Linked DNA regions of Sus scrofa: region 1 is linked to region 2. A link is a contact called in public promoter capture Hi-C data. All regions are on one chromosome and are shown on one strand. Each heading gives the region's core, a stretch centred on a gene start, on an enhancer-like site or on the middle of the called end of the contact. The rest is flanking DNA. Distances are from core to core; before and after follow the strand shown.

Region 1 (7,193 bases), core at 2,357-4,856, 610 kb after region 2:
AAGCCTGGGCTGGAGGTAGGCACCCCAAGGGGCAGGTTGGGGGGCTGGAGATCCCGGGACAGTGAGAGCAGGTGAGCGGTGGATGTACGGTGGTTAGAGTCTTGGAAGTGGGCATCACAGGTCTCACAGTACTGGGGGGAGAGGGATCGGGGCCTGCAAAGAAAAAAGAATGGTTAAGGGCAACACAAGGATTGAGGCCTCAGGAGGGTGGCAGGGTTAGGTCCTTCCTGTATTTCTGCTGAGGAACAAATTGCCTTCCTCCCCACTTCATGATAAGAGACCCAAAAGGGAATAGTTGAGCCAACAGATGTTAAAAAGGCTTCACAAAGTTCTTGGGTGATGAAAAATAACAATAGTGACCATAGCTAGTGTTGGTATAGTGCTTAGTATGGGACAGGTGCTTTTCTAGCACTTTACATATATTAACCTATTTGACCCTAACAACCCTAAGAGAAAGGTGCTTTTATTGCTCCATTTCTTAGATGAGGAAACTGAGGCACATGGGTTAGGTTGCTTGCCCACGTAAGTACAGTCAGGATTTAAACCCAAGGAGCCCATGCAATGTGGGAATATAGCAAATATACGTGAACTATACTTCAATTAAAAAACTTAAAATTTTTTTTGTCTTTTTTAGGGCCACACCTGCGGCATGTGGAAGTCCCCAGACTAGGGGCCAAATCAGAGCTGTAGCTGCTGGCCTATGCTACAACCACAGCCATGTGAGATCCGAGCCTCATGTGAGATCTACACCACACGACAATGCCAAGATCTTAACCCACTGAGGTCAGGGACTGAACCCTCGTCCTCATGGATACTAGTTGGGTTTGTTACCACTGAGCCGCAATGGGAACTACCCCAATTTTTTTTTTAATGAAAAAAATGTTTTATATAAAAAATAATCCAAGGGAGTATCCTGTTCATAATCACACTGCCCGATCAGCCTACATTAGGGAACAGGAAAGTAAACCCTTTGGCTCTATTCTGTGGCCTCCTGTGTGAAGTGTGAGGAAGGGCAGAACACAATGAAAGATAAGGCTTCCCCTTACCGGTTCTCTGGACTCCTTGTCTCTCCGGGGCTCTCTCTGACCATGCGGGCCACTTCAGGGAAGCCTGCTTCTTCCGCCAGCTGAGCAGCATCCCTGCCACCCAGCTCGCAGACCCCCACCCAGGCCGCCCCACGGCCCAGGAGATAGCGCACAGCTGCCCCCTGGCCTGCTCGGGCAGCACACATCAGTGGGGTCCACCAGAAAGCATCTCGAGCGTTGATATTCCCTCCAGCTCCCCCTGCCTCATGGGGATCCAACAGCTTTTTCAGTTTTGCCAGGTCCCCCTCCTGGGCTGCCCTCAGTATCTGCTGGGTCATCTTGTCCTCTGCCTCAAGGGATCTCCTTTGTCCATCTTCTCCTGATGCTCCTGCTGTAGTCTCCCTCATCGTTCGTCTTTTCTTCCTCTTTCTAGCAGGCTCAGGCTGAGATCTCTGGGGCTCAGGGGTGCTGTCCTCGTCCCCAATCAAAGCTTCATAGAAAGCCCGGGCTGCAGCCCCATCCAGGGTGGGCTCCAGCTCTTCAGGGTGTGACTGCAGTTGCCCATCTTTCCAGAGATCACTGGGGTCAGTGGCTGGGGTAAAGTTAATGAGGGAGGACCCGGACATGGCTTTGGGGAGAGTTGGGAAAATGAGATTAGGCAGGGGGAAGCCAAGTCCCAGATGGTCCTGCAATGACCAGAATCACCTACAGACACCTGCTGGGATAAAAACAAGTATCCTTAGAATCAAAAATCCCCTCCCGGGAGTTCCCTTCGTGGCTCAGTGGTTAACAAACCTGATTAGATTCGATCCCTGGCCTCAGATCAGTGGGTTAAGGATCCGGCGTTGCTGTGAGCTGTGGTGTAGGTTGCAGACACGGCTGGATCCTGCGTTGCTGTGGCTGTGGTGTAGGCCAGCAGCTGTAGCTCCAATTCCATTTCTAGCCTGGGAGCCTCCATATGCCACCGGTGCAGCCCTAAAGACAAAAACAAACAAAAACCCTCCTACGCGGAAAGTGAACCCCGAGGACCACGGATTGTGTAAAAATAGGAAACCCTATGGTAACAGACCATGCCCCTTAGTAAAGGTTAACAAAGTAGACTCTGTAAGACAGTTGCCCAGAAGTCCTGTGCTCTGCCCCCACTCCATCCTCACCATCAATAATAACAGCCTTTCTCTGAAACTACTTTACAACTGCGCGGGACATACCATTAAGGAAAACAATCAGCCTGGCTCTTTAAATCTTCCTGGATCCTATTTCGGGGTATTCTTAAACAAAAACAGACTTGACATTTGTCCGGAAGCAGGAAGCCGATTCGCGGGGAGGTTCCACTCGTTGCTTTGCAGCTTCCGTACTGCAAAATGGCGCTACTCTAAGCAAAGGCGTCCACAGTCAAAGCCGCATGCGCAGCTGAATGGGGAGCGGGCGGGGGACAAACAAAAACAATACTGGAGCACGCAGGCGCGCTGCTCCGGGCTATTTCCCGCCCTGGAATCTTTCCAATAACACAAGCGCAAAACGCCACGTGCCCTGGTAGCGCGAGGATCGAGAAATATCTGTCGGTTGGGGTCCTGCTTTTACCTAACGCCCCCACAATGCTCTTCGCCTCCCTCAACGTGGCCCCCGCTCCAAGCTCATTTTCTGGACCTGGGAAACCACCCTCTGGGTTAAGAAAGGCCCTGAGGCGGAGAATGCCCAGAAGCCGTGAAATGAAATAGTCACGCAGCCCCTCACCATTAATCTGACCAGGGTTGGAAGGTCGCACTTAGCACCCGCAGCAGAAGGCCCTGTTCAAGCCTTAAAAGGAAATGGAGAAGTGCAAGGGGACGAGCAACAGAATGGCTGGCGCCACCTCAGGTTAGCGCACGGGACCTTCCCGATTCTCACACCTCTCAGCTCAGCCAGCACACCCTACCCAGGTCCCTCAGCGCGGAACCCGGCCTCACCTCCCACCTCAGGAGATCAAACCCTTGAGTGAAATATGGGCCCCGTTGAGGGTCTCCTTGGCAGGCTGACTCGGACAGGGGGGCTCCACAAGCGATAAGGGCCAGGCAGCTGGTCGGTGATGAGGTCAATGGTCTGGGTAGCAGGGCCGCACGCCTGAGGCTCGTTGTGTGAGAGGGAGCGGCAGTAAATGATCCAGCCTGTCTTGTTCCTTTCCCCGCCCCCTCTCAGCCCCACGGTGATAAGATCACTCGACTATATTTCCCAGGCTCCCTGGCCCAGAACACGGTACTGCGTTTCCGCTTCCGGTGGCGGCTCCCTACGCCCCGCCCCGGAGCGTTTCCCTCAGGGGCCTCGCGACACCAGGGTCGTGGGCGGGTCGTCCTGGGATTCGTAGTTCGCCCTTTCTCAGTTGCGCCAGTTTCTAGCTTCCGAGGACTCCATCTCCCGGCGTTCACCGCGGCGCACGATTTTAAGCGCTTGCGCGTTGCCCTCTTCCCCACCCTCCCCAGTTTCCACTCCCCCCGCCCCACTTCGCCTGCCGCGGTTGGATCCGCGGCCTGCGTTGTAGCCGTCGCCGCGGTTCCTTGGAAGCAGAAACTCCCCTCCCCTCCCCGCCCCCCCGGTCCCAGTCCCCGTCCAGCCGGTGAGTCTGAGGTCGTTGCCGCGCCGCGTCCCCTGTTCCTGGGCGCGGCACAAGGGGTCTCCGTGCCTTGATGTGGGGGTGGGGAAGGAAGTGACCAGGTCCGGGACCGAAGGAAGGAGGGGGTGGTCTGAAGGATGGAGGCGGGATAAGGAGACTCCCGTGAAAGGGACCTAACTGCCATCCCCAGACTTTGAGAAAAAGAGGAGCTTAGCTCTTGCCTGGAAAGAAACTTCGGAAACCTTGGGAATGGGGCCGGGGACAAACGGAGACTTGCGGGGGTAGGGAATCTGAGCCGCAGGCCCTGCTGGAGTTGACATAGAGGAGAGAGGGGCCTGGCCTTGGGGAGCGTTAGGGATGTGGATAGGACTAATGGGTCAAGACCTGCCGGTTACACACAAGTGTTGGGACCCCAGAGAATTTCCTGTCTCTGAAAAAAGGGGTTGAGGTGTGAATAGGAGGAGCTGGAGAGAACTGCTCCAGTCTAGGATCCTTTAAGAAAGGGTGGCCCTAAATTCTTCTGTGGTTGGAGGGCAAAGTGTGGGAAGAGGGAGGATATCAGAGGCAGGGAGGAGAGCTTAGGCTGACACTCTTCTTTTTCTAGCTGAAGTGAAGATGAGCAGCTCAGAGGAGGTGTCCTGGATTTCCTGGTTCTGTGGGCTCCGTGGCAATGAATTCTTCTGTGAAGTGAGTTCTTAACCTCCTTGTCCCTTTCCACATATAATCTGGCCAGGCATTCTCTCGCATAGTATATATTCAGTTTCTAGATACTTGTTTTACAGTCTTCCGTAAAAACCCTTTCACGTTAAGAAAGAGTCTCCTTAGTAATTCTCTCACTAACTCATACTGAAGGCAAGACTGGGCCTCAGGTTGACCCTGCCACCCTCCAGCAATGTAATGTTGGACTCATCAACCCATGTTTTTATTACCACAGTGCTACCGGTAGCACCTGTTTCTGGTAGCTATTAGGAGAATTAAGACACCTCACGTTAAAATGTTTTGTAACGTGCAGAGCTGTGTGTTAACATAAGGGATTGTGAGCGCCTTCAGAACCCAAGCTGTTCAGCCTCCACCTTCCTCAGCAAGCCAGCTGCCCCTAAGGAGAGGCCAAAACTGACTCTTAGAGATGGGAAGCAGGAATGGGGACAGGATTTTTTTTTTTTTTTTTTTTTTTGGAGGCGGGGGTTGAATCAAAGCTGCAGCTGCTGGCCTATGCCCCAGCCACAGCAACCTGGGGATCCAAGGATACTAGTCAGGTTCATTACCGCTCAGCCACGACAGGAACTCTTTTTGCAGGGGGAGGGCTGGAGGCGTCCCACAGCATACAGGAGTTCCTGGGCCAAAGATATTGAACCAGTGCCACAACTATAACAGTGCCAGATCCTTAACCAGGCAATTCTAGAACAAGGATCTTTTTTTTTTTTTTTTTTTTTTTTTTGTCTTTTCTAGGGCCACACCCGCGGCATATGGAGGTTCCCAGGCTAGGGGTCCAATCAGAGCCATAGCCACCGACCTGCACCACAGCCACAGTAACGGGAGATCCGAGCGGCGTCTGTGACCTACACCACAGCTCACGGCAACACCGGATCCTTAACCCACTGAGTGAGACCAGGGATTGAACCCGCAACCTCATGGTTCTTAGTTGGATTTGCTAACCACTGAGCCACGATGGGAACTCCCTAGGACAGGGATCTTGAAATAAATGTCTTTCTAAGGAGAGGACTGCTATACTTGCTTATCCTTAGAAAAGAAAAGCCAAGCTGTTAGGAGCAGGCAGTATATGTGAACTGAGAAAAGTGACTTATGTATTTCTGCAGAGCTGGGGGCAGAAGCAGTCGTGTCGAGGCTAAAGCACCAGTTAGAGCAACTTGCCTAGGTCAAAGCTGGGGATTCTGCTTTACTCTTGACTTCACGTCCTGACAGGTGGATGAAGACTACATCCAGGACAAATTCAATCTCACTGGACTCAACGAGCAGGTGCCTCATTATCGACAAGCCCTAGACATGATCTTGGACCTGGAACCTGGTGAGATACTCTCAGAATTGTTTTGTGTATATGTGGGTTTTTTGGTTTTTGTTTGTTTGCTTTTTAGGGCTGCACCTATGGCACATGGAGTTTCCCAGGTCTAGGGGTTGAGAATTGGAGCTGTAGCTGCTGGCCTACACCACAGCCATGTCGGATCCGAGCGTGTCTGCAACCTATATCACAGCTCATGGCAGCACCAGGTCCTTAACCCATTGAGTGAGGCCAGGGATTGAACCTGAGTCCTCATGGATGCTAGTCAGATTCGTTTCCACTGAGCCACAACGGGAAATCTGGTCTTTTTCTTTTCAACTGCTATTTGAATTTCTTTTTGGTTTTCTGGCTCTGTTAAGCCAGAGTCAGATTCAACTTCATCTTGGTAACCTACCTAACTCTTGCCAGGGGTGTCTTGTTCCCATACTCTGATCCTGTAACTCAGCATTATTCCATAATGCCAGTTTCCCCACACGTCTTATTTTCTGCCTCTCCCTTGCCTTGCCTCTTCCAAGCTCGGGTTCTGTCTTCTCTGTTGACATCTTTGCATTTATGTGTTTAGGAAGGAGCTGTGAGGGAGAGAAGGGAGCAGAGGCTGAGAGGGATGGAGAGAAGGCAGAGCTGCCTTGGGTTGGTGGGAGGATCAGAGGCCCAGGTTTCTGGGTCAGATGCCCAGGCGGTGGCTGGGGTGAGGCTCACCATAGGGTGCTGGACTAACTGAGTAGCCAGCAGCCCCTGGGGGTGGGGTGGGCAGGGCACCTAAAAGAGCTGTAAGACAAGTGGTTGCATTTGGCTGGGACCATGTTTCAGATGAGGAGCTGGAAGACAACCCCAACCAGAGTGACCTGATTGAGCAGGCAGCCGAAATGCTCTATGGATTGATCCACGCCCGCTATATCCTCACCAACCGTGGCATCGCCCAGATGGTGAGGCCTCTCGACTCCCACTTTACTCCTTCAGAGGCAGCAAGGGAAACAGAGTTTCCTGCAGCAAGAAGTCGCTTGTTCCAACCTTGGCAAGGAATCTAGCTGGAAAGAGGGAAAGAACCCCCAGAACCTGGGCCTAGGGATTAAGACCCGATCAAGGGTTGTGCCAAAGTGGTGTCTTCAGGGAGGGAAGGCGATGTGACCTTGAGCAGGCAGTTGTAGACTGCCTCTTCACCAGGAAACAAGCAGTGAATGACTGGTGGTCCGCAGCTTGCCCAACGAGGGGAAGGGAAGCAGAGGAATCTGCGGGCCACGTAAGCCAGAGAAGAGCCTCTGGACAGGGTGAGGCAGGAGGAGTTGGGGACAGAGTGACGTGGGTTGGGCCCAAAGGGGGTTGCCTCTTCTCTTCATGCCTCCCCACCAACCCCTTCCCGTTTTATTTGCTTCAGTTGGAAAAGTACCAGCAGGGAGACTTTGGCTACTGTCCCCGTGTGTACTGTGAGAACCAGCCAATGCTTCCCATCGGTGAGTGTTTGGGAAAGGGAGAGGAGGGCTGTGTAAAATGCAGGTCCTCTGGGAAGGAGTTGAGGCTCAGCAAGTTGGGGTCTGGGTCCAGGAGGGAGGTTGGGCAGGCTTGG
Region 2 (6,714 bases), core at 2,407-4,906:
GAAGAGGACATTATTTTCCCATTGCTTTTAAGGAATTTTAGAAGGAAAAAAATTCAAAGGGTGGCTCTTTGGAAAAAAAGAAATGAAGGTTGTGAAACGTAGTACCAGAAAGGTTTTGCTTACCAGAAACCGTAGCTGGATTCCCCCTGCCTCGAGTTTACAACTGCCGCCTCCTTTCCTAAAGATTCACTTCTCATCCTAGTACCAATGTACAGGAGCTAAGCAACTGGAGAACGTGACACAGCACTGAACACAAAGAGCTCACCCCCAAACCCGGAGGTGGGAATAAGGGTGATTTAGAAGAAAGTCCTCAAGTTCCCACTCTCCCCCAGGTTCTCATTATACAAAGTGACCAAATGCAGGAGGCCCAAGGGCTGGCTCCTGAGCAGAAACGGTACATTTCAGGGTCATTAGGCCCCAGTTACCTACTGCAGTTACGCTTTCACAAGCCCTGTGTCTTTCCCCTGTATCCCCCAACACACGCTCACACACACACTCCCCCCAAAAGCTCCCAGACTTAAAGTATAGCTCTTTGGTTTCCCACCCATGGCAACTAAAGCAAGGAACACTTCCAAAAGCAGTGGTGATGAGTGAATGGTGAAAATAAAAGCAACAGGCTCGGGACTGTTAAATACAAAAACAAAGAATTGCCCAAGGAGATGGACAGCTTTTAAGACCTAATTCCTGTAAGCTTTTAAGATAATGACTATGAAAGATTTTAAGAAAATAAGGAAAACAGCCTTTTCCGTTCTAACAGCAGCGTGCATAAGGAGTCCAGAAGGCATCAGCTCGGGGTGGAGTTTCAAGAGGGTGGAGGGAGGAGGAAGAAAGCTTATTACATCACCTTTCAATGCTGCTCCTCCCCCTTGACCAAGTTTCTAGGGCGGCCCTAAGCTCTGGATGGCAAAAGGGGGAGAAAAACAACAAAGAAGCAGGGACGCCATTTTGTAATGGAGAAGAGGACTCAAACTTAAAAAGCTATCCCCAGCTCTGCCGGTAGCTATTTACATTAAAAATCACCCCTTTTTAGTAAGAAAAACCAAAAAGCAGCCCCCCACCCTGTGCAGAAGCCTTTGACCTACTTTGAATCAGTTAAGAGCGTTGTGAAAATAAAAGCAATTAAAATATTTAAAAAAGAACAATTTTCTGCGGGGAAGAATTGAATTTGCAATTGAGGTTCAACCTTACTATCGACCACCCCCCATCCTCCCTATAAAGGGAAAGGGGGAGGACTTGGACCCCTGTCAACAAATAGGGTTGAGGTGGGAGGACAGGAGAAAAATGGGTCAAGACACAACCTGCAACGCCGCTTGGAAGACAAAAGGACAAAGAAAGTCGCCATATTGAAGCAGGGAAGAAAAAAATTCCTTTTAACGACAAAATGCTAGCATTCAATTGCACTAAATGGCTTTTAAAATTATACTCCTGATTTCCACATTTCCCCAACCTTTCCACCCTCTACTTAACTGTATTACCCCCCCACCCCCGCCAAAAAGTATCAAGTTAAAAATGTTAATCACTTTTTCTGCTTTTAAATAACCTATGCAATCTGCAACAATTACAAGACATTTTTTACCTCCCCAACTATTATCTTGTATGTATTGGCACTAAGACTATATTTTGCCCTGAATTAAGTGTCTTGCAATCTTTATTCCTAGATTGCCACCTATATTAAGCACACAAATATACCCCAAGCAAATTACATCAAAATTGAGAGGAGTTAACAATCATTTAAAGTCATAGTCAACTACTATTTCTCTGCCCATCTCCTTACCCTGCAATCTTTATGTACAGATTGCTTATTAATCTGGCAAATTGAAAGGCGCCCTGCTTGTCTCACACACAAAGAAGTGGGACTTCTGGGCCACAAGATCCACCATCTTTTGTATGTGAGCTCATTAACCCTTTTGAAGACTGCAGCTAACGAGAGGAAGGTAACCATTCCTCTTTATAAAAAAGTAAACACTTATGGCTTTGGCAGTCTGGAAATTGGCTGGATTACCAAGGGTTAACCATCAAAATCCTAACTTGCTGGCCCTCCCTCCACCCTCTCCTTGCCCGCACCAGGGCAGGGAAGAGGTAGGTGGTAGAGGAGAGAACACCACTGTTAAGACCCAAAGGCCCTTTTAATGGAGATTAAGCGACCGGATCGGTCCTTCTCCAGTTCTCTATTTGTTCTATGGTCTCATTTCGTCCTCTCATTATTTTTGGTTTCACAACGGGAAACGTTGATTTCTTGTTGCAAGGCTGGTTTTTGAAAATTCGACACTTACTATCCAATTTTTTTGCGACGTCAGCACCTCGGGCTCAGGGGGGGAGGGGGTTAAAATTTTAGAGAAAAAAATAAAACAACCAACCAGGACCCAAAACTCAATTATTTGCGGGGCCTCATTGGATCAAAAAGTCTCTTTAAAAAAAATAAAGGCCAACTCAGTATTCATTTCCCCCCCCACCCAACTCCATTTAGGGAGGGGGGTCGTAGAAAAAAAGTTCTGAGTGGATTCAAAAAAGTAAACGCTGGATGAGTGAATTTGAGTGGGTTTGGGAAGGGAGGGTGGTTGATTATTTTTGAAGTTATGTGGTGACGGTCCTTCGGCCACAATTTCAAGTCCCAAGCAGCGTGGGCTGGTGGGGTGGGCAAGATAGGTGGGAAGGGGCAGAAGACACAAGTGGTTGGGCTGGTGGCTGCTGTTTTCCCTTTCCCCCCTCTCTCAGGATCCTTTCAAGGGCTTAGATGTTGCTGCGGCTTGTTTCTTTTTTCCTCGTGGCTGGCCTGTCTTTCTCCGAGAAAATTCAAACCTGGGATAAAAGGAACAAAAGGGAGAAAGATACAATCAATACGGGTTGCTCGGAAACGCCCCAAAATACCGTTTTTGTTGCCCTCAAACACCTCTGTGTCCCATCCCGAAAACAGCCGCTTAACACAAGTCATGGCTCCCAACTGAGCCTAGGCCGAACCCGTTTCCCAGGCCAAAAATGTCACCCTCCAACCGACAAAAAGGCGAAACTTACCTCTAAACGAACCCCAGAATGGCGGCTGCCCGCTCGGGCGGAGTCTTTTATACCCGGACGCCGCCCAACGCGCGCAAACGTGCCAGTGAAGCGCCCTTGTCGCGAGACATTGTGCGCGAGGCGTGAGTTCATTGGCCAACCAGAAAGACAACTCGCCAGCTGATTGGCTAGCCTGTCTTCGGCTTCGCTCAGCCCCTTCCCCTGGGCACCCTCTTCCGCCTCCTTCCTGGCCCGCTAACGCGTGCGCGTGACCGGGCGGCCTAGCACCTCCCTTTCCTCTGCTTCCACCACTTCCGCCCTCGAGACCATTTCTCACCCTGGGTTGGTAGAATCGGACCGGCGCATGCGCAGTGAGAGAATCTCGGTCAAAATCTCCTTCAAAATTGCTTACAAGACAAACTCGAAGAATGAGGTCTAAGAATCGTAGTGACTGGTGCCGCAAAAACGCAATTTTGAGGCCGAATTCGATTGTGACGCAGTTGAAATTGCCTTCTCCTTATGGCCCCCCTTTCTCGTTTCCGTCTTGACGCAGATGCGCGGCCGTCTTCCGCACTGCGGGCGCGTCCTTGGCCCTACCCCCAGTCAGTTTCCAGGTGCATGCGCAGTCGCCTTTCTAGCCTTTCCTGCTTTGGGCGTACGTCAAGATGGCTGCCTCCATATTGAACGTGTTGCTGAGGCGCCTTCCTGGCGTTTCGCCCTTCAGAGGTGCCTACGGAGTTCAGGTAACTCCTTGGAGCACGTTTTGTACAACCCAAAACTTAAACTGTACTTTCTCTAGGTTGTCGCTCCACTTCTGGGAATCCAGGAGCGGAGAGCTTCCCGATTGCTGTCAAGGCAATGCTTTACTTCCACCACTCTCTTCCCTTCTCGTTCCTCGATACTGCGCGCATTTTCTTATTTCGAGTCGAGGGTGAAGAGCCAGGGTTGGATGGTATCCTCTTCCCTAGTTTCCATCTCGATTAAATAATTAAGAGATGGAATGAACCCCTTGGTCATAACACAAACCAGCTGTGAACTGTTCAGACGATGTCTAAATCTGCGATGCCCAGTAAGGTCTTTGGGTTGAGGGACAGACACTAACTTCTACCAGCCCTGCTATAGCCTAATAAAGCCAGGACACATTCTCACGACCTGGGGACCAGTGTCTCGGCTCTCTTTATGTCACTGAATCAGTTTCTCATCAGAGCATACATGAGCTTAACTTTGGGTCGAGGTTTCCCTCCAGCCTCACGTACTTACCCCCCTGGAGGTTCTTGGCAGGGCAGATTCTTAGCGGGGCAGGGCGAGATGGGAAGGCTTAGCCCAGCTGCCACTCCCTACAGTGGGACTAAAAATTGGTGACAAGGGTCACCACAGAGTTAATTATAGGCCTGGTAGCTTTAAAGGTAGCGTTAGGACTCAAGTTTATTCTGTCCTATGGAATGTTGACCTTCAACTTTTTATAAGGCTGGGCAACTCAGTGATTCAGGATCGGATTGAGTGGAGATTCATCTGTCTTTGCATTTCCTTCCTGCCATTCATCTTAACTCCAAGAAGATAAGACATTCTCCCTTTTTCTCCACTAGACTCGGTCTGTCCCAGAAAGGACAGAGTATCTTATATGTGCCACGTTTTTGAGTTGTTTTCTCAAATAAATTTGCCTCCCCATCAGCTATCTAGTTACCCTCCAACATGACTCTTTCTCTGAAGATCCAGTTACAGTAGGGAGACTGGTGGTTAATGATGTCAACTTAACCCCCCCACCCAACGCTACCTTTCATATATATTTCATTAACATAGTGGGTATAGATTCTTTTTCTCCCTGAACTGTTGGCAGCTAACCAGTCAGGTTTCTCCTTGAACTCACTGTCTCATTTCCACTCTCCTTCTATAGGTTCTCCTCCAGACTCTTTGCACCAAAGCTCCCCCTGAGGATGATTCTTTGCCCCAGGTTCCCATTTCCCCTTATAAAGATGAACCCTGGAAATATCTGGACTCAGAAGGTACTTCTTCATGGGGGAGGGGAGGGCAAGTCAGGTCTGAAATAAAGGGACAGAGATGCCCCCCACCACCTGCACCCAGACATGACTTAAGTGGCCTTTCATTTCAGAATACCAGAACCGCTATGGTTCTCGCCCTGTCTGGGCTGACTACCGTCGCAACCACAAAGGTGGAATACCCCCACAGCGGACTCGAAAGATGTGTATTGTGAGTTTCTGAAGGTGACACATGGATGGGATGTGGAGTGGGGCTGAAGGCTATAGCCGCAGTGGTAGCTGCACTTTTTCAGACAAGGCTTTGAACATCTTCACCTGCCAGTTTCTTCTCTCTACAGCGGGGAAATAAAGTTGCTGGGAATCCCTGCCCCATCTGCCGGGATCAGAAGTTGCACGTCGACTTTAGGGTAAGGAGAGTCTTTTCTCCAGAATAAAGACCTAGAGTGCTAGAGAGATTACCTTAGGTACCCCTCACTCTTCATGTCCTGGTGCCACTAAAGTTTTTTGGGTTTTTTTTGTTTTTTGTTTGTTTTTGTTTTAAGCATAGTTGATTTACAGTGTGTCAGTTTCTGCTGTATAGCAGAGTGCCCAAAGTCCATTTTATATTGACTTTCCGGCAATATGAAACATTCCTTCTTCTAGCCTTTGCTCTCTGCTATGGGTTATACTAAAAAGCTTCATCCACTATTAAAAAAGAAACCTTCATCCCTTGCCTATGAAATTTATAGTCTAAATTGGCAAGCAAGAGAAATACTCGTTTCTAATGGGAGGGCTACACCCAAGGCTTCATTTTTATACATCACAGTTAGCAGCAAGTAGATTGGACTAGTTCTTTCTCTGAGGTTTTCTTTATTTTGTCGGTGGCATGCTGGAGACTAGGGGCTGGAGGGCAGGTACATGAAGCAAGGTACAGTCAGTTATGTTAAAAAAAAAAGAAAGACACTTCAGTGTGAGAAGGACAGGACCTGTTCCTTAAAGGATTCAAAAACCTTATGATAATGGAAACGTGCTCGTCTGAGTTTGCAGGGCTTAGAAGTATTAAGAAGGTCGTCAGGGGAGTTGGAGGGCATTTGTGTGTCAGTCAGCAGAAGGGGGTGTCTGACTGCTGTCAGGCTCCTTCAGAAGCAGGTTGTAGAGGAGTCCAGGAGCTACTTCTCAGTTTCAGCTGTGTACAAACTATAACCATCTGTATACAGTTTATAGTAAGCTGCCTGGCTAAGGGAGAAAGGTTGAATAGTGCAGATGATTCTGCTTGCTATCCCACTCCACAAGTAAACCTGCTTTTTCTTTGGGAATCTCACCACCTGTGATTAATTGCTGGCTGAGAATCATTCTAGTAATTAAACCTTTTTAACTAATCTTAGTAAATAAATAAATTACATAAGGCATAGTTTTTGTTTGTTTGCTTGCTTTTTAGGGCCACACCCATGTCTATGGAAGTTCCCAGGCTAGGGATTAAATTGGAGCTATAGCTGCCGGCCTATGCCACAGCCACAGCACCTCGGGATTTGAGCAACCTACACCATAGCTCATAGCTGGATCCTTAGCCCACTGAGCGAGGCCTGGGATCACACTCGCATCCTCATGGATCCTAATTGGGTGCATTAACCGCTGAGCCACGAAGGGAACGCCAAGGCATACTTTTGTATACATTAATCATTTATAAATGCACCTTATAACATGTACTACATTTTATGGGTGATTTCATGGATTTGCCAAGACTGTC

Evidence for each region. Promoter capture Hi-C pulls out the DNA fragments that hold promoters and counts their contacts.
Region 1: a contact with region 2 is called in a promoter capture Hi-C map of liver, with 9 times the contacts expected there. The contact joins the promoter of CSNK2B here to the promoter of MRPS18B in region 2. A contact is called at or near these places in 2 of 5 promoter capture datasets (fetal liver and liver) and 1 of 2 datasets of contacts at active chromatin or transcription factors (skeletal muscle).

The regions. Positions count from the first base shown.
Region 1 is chr7:23,777,588-23,784,780 of Sscrofa11.1, forward strand. It overlaps CSNK2B (casein kinase 2 beta), which reads left to right and starts at 3,607. Exons shown (of 7, transcript NM_001145377.2): 1 at 3,607-3,615; 2 at 4,217-4,299; 3 at 5,536-5,638; 4 at 6,440-6,555; 5 at 7,005-7,080. The coding sequence starts at 4,228. GPANK1 (G-patch domain and ankyrin repeats 1) reads right to left here and starts at 2,759. Exons shown (of 3, transcript NM_001145383.1): 1 at 2,234-2,759; 2 at 1,047-1,740; 3 at 1-153. The coding sequence starts at 1,651.
Region 2 is chr7:23,162,658-23,169,371 of Sscrofa11.1, forward strand. MRPS18B (mitochondrial ribosomal protein S18B) reads left to right here and starts at 3,657. Exons shown (of 7, transcript NM_001123140.1): 1 at 3,657-3,734; 2 at 4,886-4,994; 3 at 5,102-5,199; 4 at 5,327-5,395. The coding sequence starts at 3,657. It also overlaps a transcript of PPP1R10 not described here.